2 separate regions of the Triticum aestivum genome follow, and region 1 is linked to region 2. Evidence: chromatin contacts called from public Hi-C data. All regions are on one chromosome and are shown on one strand. The core of a region is the stretch at or near the end of the contact, and the rest is flanking DNA. Distances in the headings are between cores, read along the strand shown. Region 1 holds the start of LOC123122942 (7-methyl-GTP pyrophosphatase). Region 2 holds the start of LOC123122902.

What was found. Hi-C and Micro-C count contacts between places; a contact is called where the count stands out from the background.
Region 1: a Hi-C map of leaf shows a contact between it and region 2, with 8 times the contacts expected there. The contact joins the promoter of LOC123122942 here to the promoter of LOC123122902 in region 2. A contact is called at or near these places in 3 of 5 Hi-C or Micro-C datasets (leaf and root).

What each region holds. Positions count from the first base shown.
Region 1 is chr1B:341,110,953-341,118,252 of IWGSC CS RefSeq v2.1, forward strand. LOC123122942 (7-methyl-GTP pyrophosphatase) reads left to right here and starts at 2,279. Exons shown (of 11, transcript XR_006460436.1): 1 at 2,279-2,541; 2 at 2,625-2,696; 3 at 2,777-2,851; 4 at 6,223-6,306.
Region 2 is chr1B:340,905,744-340,913,414 of IWGSC CS RefSeq v2.1, forward strand. LOC123122902 reads right to left here and starts at 2,921. Exons shown (of 5, transcript XM_044543280.1): 1 at 2,528-2,921; 2 at 2,264-2,327. The coding sequence starts at 2,291. It overlaps LOC123122889 (probable LRR receptor-like serine/threonine-protein kinase At3g47570), which reads left to right. Exons shown (of 3, transcript XM_044543272.1): 2 at 1-574; 3 at 657-1,081. The coding sequence ends at 1,021.

The sequences.
Region 1 (7,300 bases), core at 1,029-3,528, 200 kb after region 2:
TTTTTCTTGTAATGGGAGAAGTGCTTAGCTTTGGGTTCAATCTTGTGGTGTCATTTCCCAGTGACAGTTGGGGAAGCAAGGCACGTATTGTATTGTTACCATCAAGGATAAAAAGATGGGGGTTTCATCATATTGCTTGAGTTAATTCCTCTACGTCATGTCATCTTACTTAATGCATTACTCCGTTCTTTATGAACTTAATACTCTAGATGCATGCTGGATAGCGGTCGACGTGTGGAGTAATAGTAGTAGATGCAGAGTCGTTTCGGTCTACTTGACACGAACGTGATGCCTATATTCATGATCATTGCCTTAGATATCGTCATAACTTTGCGTTTTTCTATCAATTGCTCGGCAGTAATTTGTTCACCCACCGTATTATTTTCTATCTTGAGAGAAGCCTCTAGTGAAACCTATGGCCCATGGGTCTATTTTCCATCATATAAGTTTCCGATCTACAATCTTAGTTTCCGATCTACTATTCTTGTAATCTTTTACTTTCCGATCTATAAACCAAAAATACCAAAAATATTTACTATATCGTTTATCTATCTCTATTAGATCTCACTCTTGCAAGTAACCGTGAAGGAATTGACAACCCCTTTATCGTGTTGGGTGCAAGTTTGTTCGATTGTTTGTGCAGGTATTCAGTTATTTGTGTGTTGTCTCCTACTGAATTGATACTTTGGTTCTCAAGCTGAGGGAAATACTTATCTCTACTTTGTTGTATCACCCTTTCCTCTTCAAAGAAAAAACCAACGCATGCTCGAGAAGTAGCAGTCGCTCGCCATCTCCTCCATTTCTTTCAATTTCAAGACTCTTTTTTATTCAGCATACTCTTTTCTCGCAATGACAATGGCTTCAAATCCTTCTTTAAGATCATTGTCTCCAGCCTTTGACCCCCTTTTCTCCTTCCATCGGGCCTATATGCTTGGCAACCGAGTGAGGAGGGGGAGGAGGAATCGAGTGAGGAGTGGGGCTCATCCTCCCCTCCTCACCACCAACACCGTCATCATCACGATCAACAACCAAGCTCTTCCTCCTAGGAACTTCAAAAGCTTCATGATCCTTCCACTTCTCCTCATGCTCGAGCTCTTCGTAAGAAAGTTGGAAAGTGAACGATTTTCTTTTATTCTTATTCTTATTCCCGTTCTTCGCTCTTTCTTGGAAGAAACCTTGAGCAAGCATGAGCTACATAAACAATAAAGAAACTCGGTTAATTAGGAACATATGCATACTTAGAGAAAGCATTTGAATGTAGCAAGCAATTACCATGTCCGTTTCATTGCAACCACTTGGGTTCATGCGATCGGCATTGACCAAGCAACCCCCACATTTTTGACATTCGACGTTTATAGTGGACCGTCGATGCCGAATAGAATCCAATGGTCGATAATGGCCACTTGTGTTCCGTTCATCAATAATTCTTTGATGCGCTTTTAACATGTGCTAGCCAATTAGTCAATTCCGACGGAGGCATCAAGAGAGACTCGCTTCCAAGCCATACATCTCGTCTGTCAAGATTCTCATCATCATATGGCATATCATATTTTTGGGATGAAAAAACTTGAAAAACAAAATCTTCATTCACAACATTTGTCAAGTGCATAAATGTATCATCATCAAGATTACAAATGCATGCACACACAATCTCACATTCTATTGATATCAATACGACAAAAGAACAATGAAGAAGAAGAAGAATATTTAATACCTTTGCGGCATTTCATCAAAAAAGTTGGAGACGATGCCACCACGTCGGCGACGGGACAGGGGGGAAGGGGAGGAGGTGCGCCAGCAGCAACAACAACACACAGCCGCAGACGACGATGACAACGAAGAAACATCAGCAGCCGCGGCCGCCTTCGTCTTCTCCGGCCGGGATGAAGCCACGACAGGGTCGTGCAGCGGCCGCTTCGAGCCGCCACCACGTGGTTTGACTGTGGAAGCCTTCTTCCTCGCCGGTGCTTCTATTAAAGATGCTTTTAGGAGTCGGAGAGGAACCGCTTGAAATTTGAGAATGCGTATAAGGGACGAAAATTTATGCATTCGGCCAGAGATGCTCTAATCTGAGTAGGGGATGTTTTGGCTCATTTTAGAGACATACCCAGTTTTAGGTCATACTCCCAAATTACATGTGGCGAAAATGAATAAAAGTGGATGTATTTATAACTAAACTACGTCTAGATACATCTATTTCCGTGACAAGAAATTCCGGACGGAGGGATTACTATATATAGGACTTCTTACATATGCGACAGATGCAAAATGTCGCGTACAAAATTTCTTTCTTCCACGTTGAATTTATTACTGACTGGAGGAAAAATGCAATCTTCCCACCGTCCCTGCAATCTCCTATGCCCGGTGGCGCCATATGCGACCGCCGCACCCCGTCCTCAACAGCGGCCGCCGCATCTTCTCGGAACCCACCCGCAGCGCCTCCTCTCCCCTCCGCGCCGCCACTCTGAAGCCCGCCTTCTCTCCGGCGTGACCCCAATGACCACATCCTCCTCCCCCACCGCGAACCCCCAGCCATTCAAGGTTCGCCTCACGGTTAACAAGCCCCTTCGTTTGGCTCACCGCTAGTCTCAGTGCGTGACATGTGTTGAGTGAATTTGTCGCAGTTGATCCTGGGGTCTTCGTCAGTGGCCAGGAAGAACATCCTCAACGAGATGGGGTTCGAGTTCCAAGTCATGGTGGGTTGGGCTGTCAGTTATAGTTTCCTTTAGAAAGAATTGAAGCTATTCCTTGAGTGGATTGGGTTTCTTGGTTTCAGACCGCGGACATCGACGAGAGGAGCATAAGAAGGGAGGATCCGGATGAGCTAGTCATGCTTCTTGCGGAGGCCAAGGTAGAATCTTTCCCCAGTTTTTCTACTAGGTAATTGCCTGTGCGTTGCTACTAGAGTCAACAATTTTCAATGCAACAAGAGTACCATAAAAGCCATGGTGTTTCGAGGTCACCAGACAATACACTTGATCTTACAAACATGATCCACATTAAGATACATAAGCATCAATTTTGCATAGCAATGTCAAAGCAAGCACGAACGAAGGACAGTAAACACCATGATAGCCAAGTTTCAATTAAAGGAAGCAAGTTAACATCATGATAGCTGAATTCACCACAACTCTCTCTTTCAAATTATTTTTCCTATGATGCGGCTAAAATATTCCTAAGGCTTACATGAATCATAAATCACCAGGAGTTCCTGTCATACGTCATTTCATCAATTAAAAAGTTCCTCCATAGTGTGTGGCCATTATGTGCATAAGTCGGATACATGTAAATCTCAAAGTTCTGTTAAAAAGTTTTTCCGCAAGACTGTACCACTTCAAATTAAAATGGTATTTGTTGTCCTCTTTAACCAATTCATTCTCCCATGTAAGCATATAACATGAAGAAAGTAGTAATGTATTATGATCACATGACTTCTTAGCCATTTAGATAGTCAATACTTCCTTTGAAACAATCTCAAGCTAGTAAGATGAAGAAAATAGTACTGGATTGATAAGCCGAAGTGTCAATTTCCTAGAAAAAATACATAGTACTCAAATACTTATTTTATTAATCGATCCTTTAAACCTTGTGTATGCTAGCAACCAAGATCTCCATCCACTACTTAAAATCGAGACCTCCCCATGGTCCTGCTCCTCCACACTACCAGGTCGCCTCGCCATTGTCATTCTGCGTGGGCTTTGTTGTCTGCCGAGGTGACAACAGCTCCACGACGGCCTCCTCTGAGCTCCTGTGCTTGTCGAGCCGGAACATGGCGACGGCGCTGCTGGCTCGCGCGGTGCAATGGAGCTTGCACCCGGCTCAGCTGATCTCACACATACCGCTATCACCGGGCAGACTACCGCCTTGACGTGGGTTGTACCCCCACCGTGGTGCTGACACTTGTCCGCCACCATGCCGTCTAGGCTGCCGACCTGACTGATGCGGCAATGAGCCCTTTCACGGGGCCCTCTTCTAACAAGAACACAAAATCAACATGACCATCACTGAGCAATTTTTCTTCACAAAGGACTCCCGTATTTTCAAATGGCTATGCTTTTTCCAACAGTTAAATGCACCTAAGTTACCCATAGTTCAATTAAAAAAGAACACCTTCATGCTCTCTTTAGCGACAATCAGTTCCAAGTGAGCCTCCTTTGACAGTCATAGGTGTGGTCTAGCATAACAAGCATGCCAATTTGAACTTCAACAGATATCTCAAACTCAATGCCAAGCATGTGCATGTTACGCAGGTTAACATGGAGGCCCTTGGGCAAACACTATGAATGCGCACAATTTTATTTAGAGCAGATATCTCAAACTCCATAATCTGTGCCATGAGAAAATGGACAGCAATTCGATTATAGCATTCAATCAAAAGCAATTTATACAATAAAACATATACAAGTTTCAGTGCCAACCTCTGCCAGATCATGCTGCTATGTTATTTCTTAATCCAAGTGATATCAGTCATCTCCAATCAACATGATGGCATTGATCGCCTAACCATGGGAGTAATAATCAACTGATCCTCTTATAGTGCAGGACTGCAGGCAAACCATGTCAAAGTACATATGCTAAAAAAAAGCAGTAAGTATACATGAATAAACATAGTATCCGCAAGGGTGCATGCTCATTCTGATCTTACATGCAATGCCATCTAGATGGGGGCAAACTCCAAAAACTGAATGGGCCGGGCATCTCGCAGGAATCAACAAAAAGCAATGTGCGCAACAGCAGACAACTCATTAGTGCCAATTTCTCGCACACGAGCAACCACATCTCCCCATACCCACAACTAACAATTCTGCATGCACTCCATGAGAGTATTAGTATGTCAATCAACTATTCCAAAGAGAATATAATCTAAAAAATCAGCAATGACTGCACCTAGACAGAGAGGATCTGGAGAATGTCGGCCGGTGTAGGGCAACCTTTTACGTGAGCGCTGTCAGGTGGCAGCGGGGCGCGGCGGTTGCCGCAGCTGGGCACAAAGCGTGAGCGGCTGCCGTGGGCGTCACAGATCGGCGTGCGCTAGTGGAGGCAGACGAGAGCGCTGGCATCTTGCACGATGCATGGGGCGGCGACTCCCAGGCGCGTGAGGTAGGCGGCAACGTTCAGGCGAGAGAGGGTGGGTGGGCGTGCGAAGCAGGGAAGGAGATAGGGTTTGTGGCGCGATTATAGGGGCAAACATAAAGGAAAGTGGAAAACCGGACTTGGGAGGGAGGTCAAACGTGGAAGAGTGCAGACGAAGGGGATGGACAAAACAGAGCGAAACACACTCTGCGACGGGAGAGGAAACCTTGCATATGTTTTAAGTGTAGAGATTCGTAACAAAAATGGTTTCTAGTTCCTGTTGTGCCTCAGTTTCATTCTTAGCATAAGAGTGGCTTTAGATTAGTTTCCATTGTGATAGCTTGTATGGTTCAGTAGCAATTGCGTTGCGCATTCTTGAAAAAGATGCATTGCTGACTCAAACTTTAGTGCATGTTTCTCTTTCAGGAGAACGTGAGGAGTTTCTGTTGCTACAATATCTGGATAAGCTTATTGGGCCACAGTACCGAACTAAAAAAACCATGGTAGCTTCAATGAGATATGCAGATCATTTTACAGTTGTATTATTGTCAGTTTTAGTTTAGTCATACACTTATCGTTGGAGTATAAATAGAAATAAAAATAATTGGTGAATTTCTGCTGGGTTGCGCATGTGTACGTGCCTGGTGGTCTGTTCGTATCCATCTATCTACCTTTCAGGGCGAGCCGACAAATATGCCGGGCCCAGGGGCAAGACGACACAAAATATTTTGCATTTCAAAAGCAAAAGTAAATATCCAGCACATAGCATAGATCGATGATCTTTGAACTCTAAAATTGACACTCAAGCTGTTCATCGATCAAGAGAACTACATCATGGATTCATGATAGTAAGGAAACAATGTAGCTCCACAGAAGATCACTTTCTTGGGCCTATGGCAGGACTATACTAGTACTACTATAAAAGTATTACCTGGGCCTGAGGCCCCTGCCTCTCGCGGGCCCAGGGTGAGTGCCCTGTTGCCCCGGTCTATGAGCCGGCACTGCTACATTTTAATCTTAAAAAGAAAAGGAAATGCTGGATTGCTAGTCATAAATATCAAGAGCAAGCATTGATCTTCTGCATAGATGTTGTTTATGTTCTGACAGTTAATTTCCTTACTGGTATTAACCATTTTATGCATATTTCAGGCTGATGCTATCATGTCCAGAATGAACATTTCTGATTACCAGAAGGAAGGCGACGAACCAACACTCCTGATCACCTCTGACATAGTATGTGTCAATTGCCTATGTGCTACTGGTTTAGACAGAACTTGAATGGTACTCCTTCCGTTCCCCAATATAAGTCCTTTTAGAGATTTCAATACGGACTACATACGGATGTATATAGACATATTTTAGAGTGTAGATTCACTCATTTTGCTCCGTATGTAGTCCGCATTGAAATCTCTAAAAAGACTTATATTTAGAAACGGAGGGAGTATATCTGTAATACATAAATATGTTGTAATTATGTCTATGCCGCATTGTGGCTTCTCTTTGTTCTTTACATAACTTGAAGTTCCATGGATTCTACTTTAGTTGGCTACTTCTGGTAGCACGAGGGTGGTCATTCCATATGCATACATATACGCTAATGTGATATCACCAAATGCAAATGGTGTACTCAATACTTCTTTTCAGTTTTAGATATATAATTCTCAGTTCGTAAAGTTGTTTAAAAATAAGACCTGTCATTTTTAATGCTATTTAAGGCATAATTTAGTAGGGAAAAGTCCTTCGTGTAATAATCGTCAGTTTAGAGAATTATGATATGTGTTAGATCTGGTGAAATGCGGTCTCTTCATTGTATTTCTTCTGCTCCTTCGATCTGGTTCATCATTTTTTCTTCCTCTTTTTGGGGGAATGCTGCTAGTTAAACAACACATGTACTTATGTACTCCCTCCGTCCCATATATAAGAGCCTTTTTGACACTAGTGTAAAAAACGCTCTTATATTATGGGACGGAGGGAGTACTTAACACCAACCAACTTTTACTGACCTAAATTTGGTGTATCCTAGGCTCGCGACAACATGACAAGTTCATTTATGCATTATCTTTTTTATTTGTTTACATACTGTTTTGGCTAGATTCATATCTCATTAGTTTAAATTGAAAATTGGTTGCTACTCAAGATTTAATTAGATTGTACTTTGCCTCTCGATTGTTGAACTCCACTGATGGATAAGTTCTCAGTTTGGAGGAAGTAATCTAAATAATTTAAC
Region 2 (7,671 bases), core at 1,671-4,170:
GCAACAAATGGCTTCACAACTGACAATTTGGTTGGTACTGGACGATATGGATGTGTTTATAAGGGGAGGATGATGCTCAAGAGGTCAGTAAGTACTGTGGCTGTGAAGGTTTTTGACCTTGAACAATCTGGTTCCACAAAAAGTTTTGAGGCAGAGTGTAAGGCACTTGGCAAAATTCGCCACCGTAACTTAATTAGTGTTATAACTTGCTGCTCTTGCTTTGACTTTAACCAGAATGACTTCAAAGCCATTGTTCTCGATTTCATGCCTTATGGGGGTCTTGATAAGTGGTTACATCCAGACATATATCCATCCAATCCAGTCAAAATTCTAACATTAATGCAGAGACTGAGTATTGCTTTTGATGTTGCCGCCGCTCTAGACTATCTGCACAACAACTGCCAGCCAACAATAGTTCACTGCGACTTGAAGCCCAGCAATATTCTTCTTGGAGAGGATATGGTTGCTCATGTTGGGGACTTTGGCCTTGCAAAGATACTCATAGATCCAGAAGGGGAGCAATTGATCCATTCAAAGAGTTCCGTAGTGGGAACAATTGGATATGTGGCTGCAGGTAACTAAATTTTATTTTATTATTGTTCTAGCAAATTGGGTTGCTTGCTCGGCATATTATTCATGTTGTTTGTGCACTGCAGAATACGGTGAAGGTGGTCAAATATCTACAAGTGGGGATGTGTATAGCTTCGGTATTGTCCTCCTTGAGATGTTTACAGGGAAGACGCCTACACATGGTATGTTTACAGATGGATTGACCTTGCTCGAGTACGCAAAGATGGCATATCCAGCACAACTGATGGAGATTATTGATCCCCTTCTGCTATCAGTTGAGAAGACACAGCGAGATATTAATAGTTACATGTACTCTATCACAAGACTTGCCCTAGCATGCTGCAGAAAAAGACCAACTGACAGGCTGTCCATAAGAGATGTCGTTTCTGAGATGAACAAGATAAGGGCTTGCTATGCTGTAGAAGTAACTAGGAAATGTAGTTCAGAGTGATGGAGCATCAGTGCCTTGTTCTTGAGCACTAGTTTCATAAGATAACAATGGGAAATTATTATTTATACCAATATAAAAATCATGAGTTGAACTTGGTGTACTTTTGATCTGTCAACTCCATTTCATAATTATTCATCCAGTTATTGTGGACAAATGTTACGACCTCCCCTAATAACACTTTCACCTATGGCCTCTTAGTATACTTACTTTGTTCTGTTACTCTCTAATTTATATTGTATATGTGGTAATTCTTATTTTTACGTGCATAGAGAATTTGTCCTTTTAAGTGATATTGTTTTTATGAAAAGATCTCGTGCCTATGCTTTCAAGATGTGATGTAAAATTCCAAACAATGTGTTTTTTGTAATTTAACATTGAACTATACAATGATAGATATATGTGAGCTTAAAAATGTGCTTCTAATATGTTCGATTCAGTATTTACTAACATTTCTTAAAAAAACGAACATGTTTTTCTATAGTTTCTTCCACATCAATCAACAATACTGAAGGCACGAAAACATTTAATTTTCTAATAGCCTACCCCAACTTGTTTGGGACAAAAGGCTTAGTAGGTAGTAGTAGTAGTAGTAGTAGTAGTAGTAGTAGTAGTAGTAAGTATACTTGAAAAAACATAAATGTATTTGTTTTCATGTTATTCGAACGTGCTCTGCACATGCACAGTTACCGGCGTTGAGATGGGACGGAGTCCAAAAACTAGAGAGCAAGAGATGGAATCAAGGTCGGTGTTTAAGGGAGCATTCCAATAATACACCTTCTGAACTGAATTGTTTGAGGATGTTTTTTCAACATCAGATTATCGGCTTTTCCATCCTTCAGTTCAACGCTGCAATGCAGCTATTTTGCATATTTTGTATAAAATACCAGGAAGGCAAGAAAATCTAACATTACTTTTATCAGATACACATGTCAAATATCCTTGCTTCAACACAACGGACTGCAGTTCTCTTTCTCTGATAAATCTTATTACTTGCATTCCCCTAGTACTTATCCAGAGTTTTGAGTTGCAGGAGCAGCCATATGTAACAATAACTAGTTATTTTATATCTTGGCACATCCTGGACAGCTAATTACGATTAAGTCTAGCTTTATTTGTTTTCTTGAAATCACAGCTCAAATATTTCTGCAGAATTTGAAGCACACAAATACATGACATGACAACACACCTGCAAATAATTTAAAGAGCAAAGATGTGTGGATGAAAACGATATACAGTGTCCACCTTGATTTTGCTGATCAGACGGCTTCATTTACGCCAGCCTTCCTTCCCATTTTTATTGCTCCCACTGCATACAAAGAGTGAAAAAGGATAGTACGATCAAGTCGACTTTAACATCTTGGCCTTTTCTGCCTAAATATTAACATTTGTACATCACTAGAGTTGCACTCCACTTTCCCCCAAACAATCCTGCTATGTTCTTTCTAATCAAGTCAACTTCCAATCAATTTACTAGTCTAGGTTTTCGTATAAGTACAGTATTGCTACCTTTTGGCTGCAACTATTCAAGAATTACTCCTGCAGCTCAACGAGGCAGTAAGCTGGCCTGAAAGCTGAGGCGAGCGGCAGCCCTGGAAGCAAGCGCCGCTGTACGGCCTCCCCATCCTCTCGCGGGCCACGGATAGTAAGGTCTGCTCCTTCCCGCTGCTCGGCAAGAAGAGCGTGAATCCGGCCGGATCTAAGTCGGCCGCAACGGTTCAGCCCAGATCCATGGATCCTTCCCGCCTTCCCGACGAAAGAGAGGAGCGGGAGAACGCGTCGGTGGCTTGGAGCCGTGGAGCGGGAGGGGCGGCAGTGGGAAGGCACTTAGGGCGTGTTCGGTAACCCTCTCCAGCCTCAAACTCCTCAACTCCTCAGCCAATATCCAACGGCCAGCTTCTCGTTGAAAATCTCGGAGCTAACCATCCGTTCGGCACATCAGCTTCTAGTTTGGCAAGCACAGGTGTCATACACATTAGCACAAACCACCTCAATAAACAAAACAAGATTACAATCAGACCCCCTGATCATCCTGCATCACTCGTCAGGATGGAGGTGAAGACCAGCATGCCGGCACTACCCCATCACCGTGGACGGCCACACGGAAGCCGAAGCTGCAGATGGACGGCGAGCGACCGATGGGGAGGACAGTGAGGTCATCGGGGCTCAGGGATGGGAGCGCCGGCCATTGCTCCCGCATCCTCGGCAGCTCCTGGCGGATTGAAACGGCGGCAGTGGAGGACGATGGAGACGGCGGGGCGGGCGGCCAGCGGGGCGGACGGCGAGCTGGGAGGGCGGCGGCCGGCTACGTGGGTCGATGGGCTCGGCGGCCTGTGTGAGAGGAACGAGAGAAGGAGATCGTAGGGATAGAGCAATCGTGCGGGATGGGATCGAATCGGTACGCACGCCGTTCACTTGGCGGTGGTAGTTGCTAGTAATTTTGGTCAAACTCCCGCTCCTTCGATTCCTGGGAGCTCGCCTTTTCCAACTCCACGACTCCTCCAGTTTTACACTACACAAATAGCCAGCTTCTCACTCTCATAACCAAGATTTAAACCGTTCGGCTGAACTCCTCATTTGGAGTTGAGGAGTTAAGAAGCTGGAGGGCTATCGAACACGCCCTTAGGATGTGTTTGGTTTAAGAACGTAGTAGAATAGAATGTCATGGTTCCATGGGTTGGTTCCATTCCTGTGTTTGGCAGGGACAATTGAGTGGAATGGAATGATTATATTTGAGTGTTTGGTTGAAGAGATGGAATCGGATGGATTTAATTCAGCTCATCTAATATGAACAGTTGTAGCTATATTCTCAGCGACATTTTTGACTAAATATTTACACTGAGTTGAATTTTGACATCAAACAAACAACACATACAAAAATAAAAAAACATCAAGTGGCATGCCTATGCCGCCTTCACAGCAAGCTGCTGGATCAATCGAATTGGATGTAATCGGATCGATGTGAGCAAGCTTAGCCCATGCCGGCTTCACAACAAGCTGCTGGATCAATCGATCTTTGAGCTAGCTTTCAACATACATCTGTCTCCTCTGGATGAATCGATTCAGTGCCTTCACCAACAGGCGAGGGACTCCCACCGACGGCGCCAGGTACGAGACGGGATGATGTCGAGCATGGGCATCGGGAGGAAGGTCAACAGTCCCGTCGCCGGCTTGCTAGCCTTCGAGCCTGACGACCCCGAGGATCCGCACAAGGCTTGACACCAGATCCACGCCGGGATGGCCGATGCGTTGCTTGCCTCCCACTCAGTTGCTCGCCTCCTCCTGCCATTCGTGTCCTCTACCGCTGCTAGCTCGCCCCACCGCTCCCATGCTCCTAGACCGCCGCCACTGCTCCGCTCCCATGGCAGCAGCGCAGACGCAGATCGAGAAAGGGGAGAGCGGCTGTGGAGAGTATCTTCCTCATATGGCAGCTCGCCGCTCACCCGCCCCGCTGGTAGCTCGCCGTCGCCCCACTGGGATGCGAGAGAGAGGCCTCGCCGGAGAGGGAGAGAGGTGGGAGTGCTGGGAGAGAGACGAGGGAGTTGCGGGCTGAGCCGTTCCGCGTGGTTCCACCGAATCGGAGGGCCCCGTGCCGCATATTGAGGGAATATGACGCTCCAGAGAATCACTGGGTTCCGCTTCCATCGCTGAACTAAACGCGAGAACATGGTCCAGGAACGGGTTGGACCGGTGACATTACCGAAAAAGACTTTCGCCCTGCTTTATATGTAAAGCACCGACCAACAATAACCCGGTACAAACGCACGTCATCACAACACACGCACACACCCGAGGCAAGATACATAAGCGCTGAGCACAGCAACACCACCCCAAACACTACAAGAGCAGCCGGGTCCTCGACCGTAACACGCCACCGCGAAGAGATGAAGCCGCATATGACGAACCGTGGGCTCCAAGACGGTGCCTTCAGGAAGGATACGACACCGGAGCGCCGCCACCGCCCGACCCAAGAGTCAGAGTCTTCCCTGGAGCAACACGACGGGCAATGAAGGCCGCGACGACGCCTTCAGGAAGGGAACGAGCTTCGTCGCCGCCGGTCCGTCCGAAGATAGAACAGGTTTTCACCCCGGCTAATACTCACCGCCACCGAACGCCACACCCCGGTGACCATGCCGCCCACACGACCATGGTCACAGGGTAGCACCCAGGCACGGGCTTTGCCCATGAGCACCGTGACACCACCACCAGGGTCGCCGCCCCGGCATCCAAGACCTCGACGCCACCTCACCAGTTACCCAGCGCCACGCCACCTATAGAGACGGGTGGAAAGGCCCCACCTTCCGCACCCCTGAGCTGCCCCCAACCAGCCGCCATCGGGTCGTCCTGCTGCCAGGCGCGAGACTAGCGCGGTCCTGCTGCCGGGCGCGAGACAGGAGCGGTCCTGCTGCCGGGCGCGAGACGGGCGATGGACCACGGCTGGGCAAAGCCCAGTCCATCGATGGAAGTGGAGCACGGGCGACGGGGAGAGGAATCGAAGGCCGCCGCACGCCGCCTACGGACAAACCAACGCTGAAAATGCCAGCCGCCGCCGTAGCCGACGAGCCAAGCTACCGTGGAACTCTCCACGACCAGAGTAGCAGCCACACCAGGCTACTGCCCATCCCGCGCCGCCCGCCGGACTCCAGGCACAGAATCCGCCGGGCGCGCAGCCACCAGATCGGCCAACGCACCGTCCGCACCACCTGCGCTGCCGCACACACCACCACAGCTGCGCCACCTCCCCCAGCCAGGACAGCCAAGGCAAAGGGGGTCGCCCGCAGCCGCGCCGCCCGGAGGACCAGATCCGGTCGAGTCACCGCATCCCGCCCCCAAGCACGCCCCCCACGTGACGCTTGTCACGCTGCCGCCACGCCACCGCTACCGCACCGGCGCGCCGCCGCGCTGCCGCGCCCGCCGTCCAGCGGGGCACCCCGACCCGCCGGCCTCGACCCGCCCCGAGCTCGACGCGAGAGGGGACAGGAACTCCCCGTCGCCGCCGGCGATGACCAGGCTTCGCCTGGCCGCGCCCTCCCGCGGCGGCGAGGGGAGAGGGGAAGAGGGAGGGGGACCCGGCTGACGACGGCTAGGGTTTCCTCCCGGTCGCGCGTGGGGCGACTCGGGAGGGGAACAGGGGGATAATTGAAAACGGGATTCGTTAGAGGGACCCGTGACATTCCAGTTGATGACTGCAACCAAACACACCCTTAGAGCATCTCCAGCCGTTGTGCCCCAGCCCGGCTCTAACTTTGCGTTTGGGCTCATCGGCGACGACCCCAGCTGACCGGGCGACTCCCTCGGCCGCGTCTTCGTCTTCCGCCGCCGGCGACGTGCTGCTCGAGCTCGGTGCGCCCCCCGGCACCACTGCCGACATCCTCTCCGCGCCGCGCAGACCGCGTGCTCTTCACAGGCCACGCCGCACGGCGACGGCTGGCTACCGCGGCCTCCTCCCGGCTCCTCGCTGCGGCCTCGACGACGCCCCCGTGCTCCACCTCGAGGCGCACCACGCCGGCTGCTCCCGCTACGTGCTCTCCTGCTACGTCGAGGCTGATGTTGCCCGTGGTGCACCATGCCCGTCCATGCACGGCCACGTCCGCCTCGCCCTCGTCGCTGCCGCACTTGCACGGGACCGCGGCCTCGGCAGCGACTGCGCACGCAGCTCCGTGGCCTGCCATCCCTCCGGCCGGCTCCGACACGGTCTGGCTCGCCGCGCCATTCAGCCGGCCTCCTGCACGCCCGCGGACCCGGCAGGCTCCTGCCCCGTGCGCGGCAGCCCGCTGCTTCGCCCACGCGCCGGCTCCGCGGCCTGCCATCCCTCCGGCCGCCGCGCCCACTTCGACCGCCAGCTCCGGCTCCCTGCTCACTGCGCCGGGAAGATGCGGGGCGGGGCCGACGACGCCAGGCGAGGGAGACGTCGGGGCTGCATCCGGCCATGCGAGCTCTCCGCTCCGGCCGTGCGAGCTGTGTGCGGTAGGTGGTGGAAGGAAAAGGAGTGAGAGAACAGAGAAAAAGGAGAGGAGAGAGGAGAGAGGGGCTGGCAAGTGGGCCTCTGCATGCGAAAAGCAAGTGCCGGCGTTCCCAGCTGCCCCTCAGGGGGCTGGGTGTGGGGCGGGCGTGCCGGCGGGGAAAATCGCTATATCCGGCACAAAACGACGTTTCGGGAGCCTGGTTGGGAATATTTTTTACTGCCGGTCCTAAAAAAGGCGCTTGGAGGGCGTTCTGAGGGTCCTAGTGGGGATGCTCTTAAGCCGTGGAGCGGGAGGGGCGGTATGGTGACATCTCAAGTCCGAGGAAAACTGCCGTTTTTAACTGAAGCTAGACAATTTAAACGGAATCCCACTGCATAGCTCCAAATCTATTGCCTCATGTGCCAAATAGGTTGGGATGTCATCATGGACTAAAAAGAGGAAATTGCACCGACCACCTATTTTTGGTGCTAGTGTTGCACAAAACATGTGCTTTATAGATTTGTTGCACAAAACCAGTGGCGAATCTTGAAAGAAAATCGAGGGCAGGCTCAAAGTCAAAGGTGTGAAGAAAAAACCATTAAGTCCCAATTTTTTTTGTTCAAAGAAGTCTAGGATTTGCCATAATACTACTAGGAACATGTACTATTAACTACTAATTTCTATTTTGCATTGCTGGAGGGCAGGCTC